Regions from separate parts of the Nomascus leucogenys genome. Here region 2 is linked to region 1. Evidence: chromatin contacts called from public Hi-C data. All regions are on one chromosome and are shown on one strand. The core of a region is the stretch at or near the end of the contact, and the rest is flanking DNA. Distances in the headings are between cores, read along the strand shown. Region 1 has its middle 9.6 kb from the start of TFEC. Region 2 overlaps TES (testin).

Region 1 (4,138 bases), core at 717-3,216:
AGATTGCTCTGGGGAACTTGGTCACCTCTGTTATCTGATCAAGTCACCTCCACCATCTGGTTCACTATTTCTGGCTTAGTAGAACTTGCCCTAAGATATAGCTGTGACTCTGATTCAATCCCTGACTTGGGAAGTTGATCCCAAAGCTTTGTGCTGTATGTAAATTAACTTTCTCCTTACCCAGACCCCTCAGGTAAGCTCATGTTATCTACCTTCTGCCATACATGGGCAATTCTGTATCATTTCTTGTTCCTCAGGAGACAGGCAGAAGATGTAGGACTACCCTGCTCCGTGTGACGGGACTCGTTTATCTGCTCTTGCTGTTCTACTGTTCCCCAAGGTGTGAAGCGGAGCACCCACTCAATTGTTCTCAGGTTTGTTCTCAACTTATTTGGAGTTTGTGTCAGAATTTCTATCAACTACTGGATTGATCCCCTTTACTGGATTGTTAGATAATACAAATTTATTATCTAACAGTTCTGTAGGTCAGAAGTCCTACAAAGGTCTCACGGGGCTCAAATAAAATTGTCGGCAGGGCTGTATTCCTTTCTGGGGGCCTGATGCTTCCTTACCCTGGACTTGTCTTATCTGAACTTCTTTCCCCAGTCCCAGTCCCTGCACATTCCACCTCCCCACTCCCAACACCCTTCTTCCCAGTTGTGCATCCTAAGCCTGTAGGCAGATAAGAGCTTCAGGCACATATGAGCATATGTGATCTGCTGAATGTTCTCTGCCTATATCTTATAGGGAATTTTTATATTCAGATCTCCAACCTTGATATGTAAAGATTGGCTTTTCTTTACTTTCTAAACAAAGCCTGATTTTCAAGAGTATTCCCTGACTGTGAACTCAAATATTTAAACTCTGAGCTACAATGAGAAGCCTATTTGTTCTAGACTCTTACCACTCTCTCTCTTTTTCTAGGACAATGCACTTTATGCCTTATCCTTAATGGTGAAAGGAATGGCTTTTTTTTTTTTAAAGTAGGATTAATACAAGGGAAAACACAATGTGAGGTATTTCAAGATGTTTTAATTTTCAAAAATTTATTTATCTCTTACAGCACAGAACCATGCTGAGGAAAGGCTAGCATGGCTCTGGGTACCCTTGATATAATAAGACCCTACTAAAATGCTGAGGATATGGGCAAAGTCTTAGGAGAAAAATACCTGTTTGCAGTTTTATTATTACTTTTATGTGAGGAATGGGAAGGACAGGATTGCATTGTTTTGGTTTGAATCATATTCACATAGAAGCTGTCAGTGGGCGATAAGGAAGTAGGGATGTGCATCTCATTCTTCTTGTTCCACTCCTGTTATAATCATAGAATAAACACCATTTTGAATTAAGACGTAAATAAATTGTAGTAATAATATACTAACAATTATAATTTTTATTTGTATAGCACCTGACAAAATATTTTTGTTTAATCATCTTTTATAGAACTGAGAAAACCTTTTGAGTTAGAAATTGTGAGTCCTATTTCACAGATAAGAAACAGAATCCAAGGCATAGTAAGTGACTTGCTCACACTATGTAGCTAATCAATAGCAGCTAATGAATGATGTTCATGCATATATTGTCCTTGATGTTGCTTAAATCACACAATAATATTTCCCTACTACATGATCTATTTAATAATGATAACAGCCTCATTTCTTTTCTACATGATAAACTTTCACCTATTTGAAAATCTATTATGTGTGTCCATTTTCTCTGACTGTCAGATCTATCTTAGTTTTGATGAGAAAGAAGAAAAAGAAACTGAAAGGGAGAGGATATTCAAGGTGGTTTGAAGAATCACCATCAGGGGAATAAAAAGAAAGTGTGTACAACCAGGAAGCTGAGTCTAGAAGTCTTATGTTGAAGGTATTTTAACTTTACTTAGACTTATCTCTCTTGATTTTACTCCCCACTAGACTGAGTCAAAAAGAATCTGAGTCTTACAGAGTTGGCAGTACAGTTATAGAGGTCAAACTACTCAGTGCAGGAATTCCATAGCACCCAGTAGTGTGGTGGTAAATATTTAACCACCAGATGTCCAGGGAAAACAAAGGCCCATGTTTTTTAGTGTTTGCTGACTTCAGTGGTGTATATACTCTCAGGTTGGCCAATTTCAACCTACTGAAATAATGTCAGTGAATATGGATTTTGGAAGAGATACTAACAATTGTCTCTTGCTTTAATAAACCACTGATAGGTTGATAGCAACTGTAAGATGTGACCCAGCCTTACCTTTGAATAAGTCTAGTGACCAACATTACCATTCTACTACTTGGCAATTCTAATTACAATAGTTCTTTTTTGATCTTGCTTCTAAAATTACTTTTGCTCTACTTTGATTTACTGGCCTTAGTTCTCCCTGTTTATCCTTTTAAACTTTTCCTTCTTCAGGATATGTGTTCTTTGCTCATTAAAGCAATACATATGTGACATTTTTTAGATGCCAAACTATCCTGATAATCCTGTTTTGACAATATTCATCATTCTTAATATTCTTTTTAAACTGTGATATTTATAACTGATCATACAACACAGCTTAGTAGAATACTTCTCTTAGATAGGTATATTTCTAAAATAGACTAAGTCTATACTGTTTTCTTTTTTTCTTTTCCATTAATTAGTTAATTAATCCCGCTTTGTTTTTAGCAGTCACATGCCATAATTGGTTAATACTGAGCATGTGATCAACTACCAAAAATCTCCTTGGTCTTTTTCATGAGGATGACTGTTTATTCACATATTTCTTGTACTGTGCAATCAATTTATAGAATATTAGGACTAAATGATCCACTTGTCAAGCATCTAGTCCAGCCTTCTCATGAGGGAACTAGAGAACATTAAGGTTAATTTCCTTAAGGAAGATTGCACAACTTATTGGTGACAAAGCCAAGTTTAGCTTCATATCGAATGACTCCTTATTCTGCACTGATTTCCCTGTATTCAATTATTTCTTCCTGCTCTTAAAACAATGTAAGGGGAACAGGTTTTATCATCTCCATTCTAAACATGATATAACGTAGAGTCAGGAATACTAAGTGATTTGTCTAAGGTTCCATGGACAATAATGGCAACTGATTTTTTTGAACTGAAGTACAAAGCTGTTATTTTTCACATTTTCCAGGTACAGCCCTTTATGCTAGATTTTTAAGATTATTTTTAAGTTTGACCCCATAATCCAGCAAGTAACTATTCCTTCTATTTTTGTGCCATTTTAAAGTGTAATAAAAATAGAATTCTGCCAGCCACGAGTGGAAAATGGAAGCCTACTTGAATGGTTCAAGAGACTTTAACAAAGGTATTGCATTAATTCCCCAGGGATGCCATAACAAATTACCTCAAACCCAGTGGCTTAAAACAAATTTATTTTCTCACAGTTAAGGAGGCTAGAAGTGCAAACTTAAGGTGTTGACAGAACTGGTTTCTTCTAGAGGCTCTGAGGGAAAGCGCATGCCTCTCTCTTAGTATCTGGTGTTTGCTCACAATCCTGGGCATTCACTGGCTTGAAGAGGCATCACCCTAATCTGCCTCCATCTTCACATGGCTTTCTTGGTGTGTCTCTCTGTGTTTTTTCCTCTTCTTACAAAGACACATTGGATTTAGGGGTCACCCTAAATACCTGATGATTTCATCTCGAGATCCTTAGTTAATTATACCTTCACAGACCCTATTTCCAATATGGTCACCTTCTGAGGTTCTGGGTGAACATGAATTTTGGGGAACACTATTTGAGCTACTTCACGAACCACTTATGAAATTGTGGGTAGAGTAAGAAGACAGATAAGAACAGGAAGTCCTTACCAGCCCTAGGCTTGAAGGGGCAAACAGGAAATGGTGCCTCAGCATCCCATTGAGAGCCAGAGCAGTGGAGGAGACCTTCTAGCTGGGGAGAGATGTCACCCTCACCAGGACACTCGGCGCAGATCAAGTGGAGAATAGTAAAGGAATACTCCAACCACTTCTTCCTCTCAGCATCTGATCTTCTTCAGATGATTCCCGTTAGCCAAATTCAACCAGAAGCCAGCTGCAGTTCCTTATTACTGCTGTAACAAATGATCCCAAGCTTGGTGGCTTAAATAATACAAATTTATTATCTAACAGTTCTGTAGTTCAGAAGTCCTACAAAGGTCTCACTGGG
Region 2 (4,138 bases), core at 976-3,475, 63 kb before region 1:
AAGCATAGTTACATGTTTTCTCCATTACAATATCCATAGTAAAATGAAAAGCAAATCCAAAAAAGTGTATTCTTTTTCAGGCCCTTTCTAATTTTCCATTACAGAAGAGTTAGTTCTGAATGTGCCTGGAGTATGGATATGATTCATACTATGTTCATGCATCTCCTGCTAAATAAACTCTAATCCCAAATGAAAATTTTGATTACATTATTAAGGCTTAATCACATAGCTTAGCTTAAATCAGAGGCTTTTAAACTCTCTTTTATGTAATTCACAACATGGAATAAATTTTACCTCATGACAAAGAACTTGCATATACACATAAAAACTTACATGTGTGTATAAAATCCTGATATTTGTGGACAGATAATATCTAGAAATATGCTTCTGCCTCTAAATTAAGTGGCCACTTAAATTCTTGCATGCCTTCAAACTGGAATTGCCTGGTCTGAACAACAGTGGGCTTATAAAAGACTGCAAATATCCTGGAACAATACCATCTCATTCACTATTTCTGAATGCAACTTGAAAGTTGAGCGAATGTAACTAGAACCTCTATCAGTCAGCAGTTTTTACACTAAGGCTTTGGAGTAGCTCGCAACTGACTTACAAAGTCAACTTTGCAAAGGGGCAAGTTGTTTTCTCCTACCAACTTTTTATCTTTGTAAATCAAAAATAAAATTATAAACCCATGAAGCATCTGAATGGACCCCACCTCTTGGCCAAGGTCATTCCAAAGTGAACCTGAAAAACTAGTTCAGGCCATGATAGGAAATGGGGAGTTGGGGGTGGGTGGGTGGGTGCTGCTTCACAGCTGACCAGCATTAGCATAAACACAGAGACCTAAGACTGACAGAACAGACTCTGATAAGAAACATTTACAATCTATTCTCTCTGACACCTGCTACCAGGAGGCTTCATCTACATGATAAAACCTTGGTCCTTACAAGCCCCCTTATCATAACCCAGCCATTCCTTCTTTTGATTTCAGGTCTTTAGATAATAAGGCTTTCAACCAATCACCAATCAGAAAATCTGTGAATCTGCCCATGACCTGGAAGGACCACCCCTCACCTCCAGCTGTCCTGTCTTTCCAGACTGAAGCAATGTACATCTTTCATGTATTGACAGATATCCTGCATCTCTGTAATATGTATAAAACCAAGTTGTAGCCTGACCACCTTGGCACATGTTCTCAGAGTCTCCTCAAGGCTGTGTCATAGGCCGTTGATCACTCATATTTGGCTCAGAATAAGATCTTCAAATACTTTTACAGAGTTTGACTCTTTTCATCAATATATTCTTAAAATAGCTATCATTTTATTTATTAGAATTACTACAGCTGATGGTATTTCATGAACTGCTGCTCTTTTAAAGTGTCCCACATATTCTTATTCTGGACAGGACTAGGCATCTCCCTCGTGTAAGAGATCAGGAAAATAGAATCCAGAGAGGAGGGATAATTTGCTCCTGGTTGCACAGCTACTCAATAGCAAACCAGACCTAAAACTCAGCATCTGGCCCCTGCTCTACTGTTCTTTTGGGGCATATGACTAGAGTGTCAAATGGGAGCTCTTGTCTTCCAAAGAGAGTCACTAGCTAATTTCTGCCCCAAGGAAAAGGACTACAAATCCAGAAACACTCTTGCACCATCTCTAAGTGTAGATGACTTTCTGAGAGCTTTAAAAAGGAAGGCAAGTTAAATAAGGAAGGCTGGGGAAGCTTCCTTGAAGGAGAGGTGCATGAATTACAATGGAAAGGCTGAGCAGTATCTAATTTGGCTCAGAGAAGTGCATTCAGGGCAGAGGAAACACCATACACAAGGCCTGTGGCAGAAGAGGGCAAGGAAAGAGCTAAAAAATTGCAAAGCACTTTCAGGGTGACAGGGCTGGCCTTGTAGCAGGCGGAGTACTTTGTTTTGTTTTCCTTTTCTTTTCATTTTCCCAAGGAAGAAACTAAACCTCTTGAAGCATTCAATGCCATGTCTTAGGCTACCGGCTTAACAAAGGATGACATCCTCAGAGATAGGAGAGACTGGTAAAGAGGAAAGCCACAGGGCAACAGGGGAGGGTGAGGAGCAAGAGCACCTCTCAAGCTCTGCTAGCAGAAGCTCAGGAAGCCCTCACAGGGACCAGGAGACCAGGCCTTGGGACAAGCAGTAACTTGAGAAACTGGCTCTGTAGGCCACTCTGGAAAACCCAGAAATGTTGTTCCAGGGTTCTTTTGCCCTTGGGCCCTGTCTGGAAGGCCAGCTTAATCTCTTTATGGACTCTTTCCAGTTAGATTTGTGACTGCCTGGAAAAAGTGCCCCTCTACCTTTCCAAACACTTTCATTTTCCCCACGTGCTCAGACTTAAGTGTGAGAGAACTTTTAAACATCACAGACAGAGAGCAAGTAAGTGAAAGAGAGTGGAATGGGTCACGGCAACATGATACACTTTCTCCTACTATAACCCAATGGAAGCAGTCCTAATTAAAAACAAACACACACACCAAACACAAACAAAAATGACACCAAGTTTTCAAAATCACTTTTAGCAGCTACAGAAATTAGAGTTTCAGGCTGGCAATAAACTTGTTTTCCTGAGAACATTTCAGTAAGAAATTTATTTTATAGCTATAAGTATATAGCTACAAAACTTAAATCTCATTGATACCAGCACTGAAGATCTCTGACTTATGCCACATTATTGGGTGAGAACTTTTTCCATATTTTTATCTTCTTTATCAACCCTCTGTTAGGAAACAAAAACAATGCCTCTCCAAGAAAGAAGATATGTGATTCACACTCTAGCATTTTCCTTGTTTAGGATGTGGCTAGTTTCAGACTGAATTATAATTTAGAATGCAGTTGTTAAATCCAATATATATTATAAAATTGCATGGTAGGACACATACCTCCACCAGTGCGAGGCAAATTTCTTCTGCTCTGTTCCCACTCCAACTGAGGCATCTAATCATCTGCTATTCTCCCCTTCATAAGTCAAACGCCTATCAGATGAAGGAAAGCATATGGACTCTAATCTGTGGTGAAAGGAGTTTCACAGCCAGAACTGCCCCAAGCACAGTTTCTTAGGGCCTATTTTGGGCAGAGTGTCACAAGAACTGAGGTTCCTCAACTCCTCTTGGTTTCAGTTCAAGGATTTGGAACCCCATCTACTCTAAGGGCTTCTCTAATTTCTCTCCATTATTCACTTTGTATTCAGGATTCCCTGAAGTCCAGGACCCAGAATTCTTCTCATCCCTTCTCTTTACCCTCAGCATAGACCACACCTTCTCCTTAGGGTTCTTCTCCTTTCCTGAGAAGCCAAGGCTATTACTATTGTTGGACATCCAAATCTTGTAGGTTAGTTTCTGCCCACAAGATGTCTACAGATGTCTGGGCTGGAGAACTCTTGGTGAGGGATATAAATAGGGAAGGTGTTATTTAATGATGCCCAGGGTGTGAGAGAGTATGGTGGGGAGAAAGGGGAGCCCAGAGAGGGTTAGCTCCTCAGCTAAGGCGAACTAGCTGTTTAGTAAGTGAAATCTAGACCCTTGGACAAATATAACCAAGACAGGTGTACCTGTATGTAATATCTATGTTGTGAGAATTACCAAATTTTAAGGAAATGATAATATATAGTTATAGATACTAGAGAGCTAACAGGGAACTTTGAAAATGTAGAAAGATCCCTGGAGGAGAGTCAGGAAAACTGTGTTCTGGTCACAGAGTGTCATTGGCGAGTTCAGGGATTTTGAAAGTGATCTTTCTTCTTTAGGCTTCATCTAGATAACGAAGAAATTAAACTAGATTGGCTCCAAGATACCTTTTAATTTTATTGCAAATCATGTGTCAGATTAACTGTGTCTTAGTTTGGTTATTATTCAGCATGGTCATCTGCTCAGTTTAATCACTAAATAGAAAATAATTATTTGAAAAAGCTAATATATTAATGACTCTCAGAAGTCAGAATCACTTGTAACTCAGTTTGGTGGAATAGTTTTATAAAATATGCATAGGAAACAAAAGACTTCAGCTGTGAATGAAGTTGCACATAATTATTTTAACATAATTTCAACAGTAAATGTGATACGGTATTCCCTGAAGACTCAACACTTAGTGCCTAAAAACACATGTTTTTCATAAGCGCACAAG

What was found. A called contact is a pair of places that touch in the nucleus more often than the background predicts.
Region 2: a Hi-C map of a lymphoblastoid cell line shows a contact between it and region 1, with 3 times the contacts expected there. The contact joins two enhancer-like sites. A contact is called at or near these places in 2 of 4 Hi-C or Micro-C datasets (a lymphoblastoid cell line and an unstated tissue).

The regions. Positions count from the first base shown.
Region 1 is chr13:65,230,134-65,234,271 of Asia_NLE_v1, reverse strand. No RefSeq gene overlaps it. Among named protein-coding and RNA genes, the nearest start is that of TFEC, 9.6 kb to the right of the region's middle. Within about 2 kb of position 1,966, the one cell type or tissue checked has an H3K27ac peak away from gene starts, as active enhancers do. A contact at or near this core is called in a lymphoblastoid cell line, where this site is marked.
Region 2 is chr13:65,293,133-65,297,270 of Asia_NLE_v1, reverse strand. All of the region lies in intron 1 of TES (testin), which reads right to left. Among named protein-coding and RNA genes, the nearest start is that of TES, 21 kb to the right of the region's middle. Within about 2 kb of position 2,225, the one cell type or tissue checked has an H3K27ac peak away from gene starts, as active enhancers do. A contact at or near this core is called in a lymphoblastoid cell line, where this site is marked.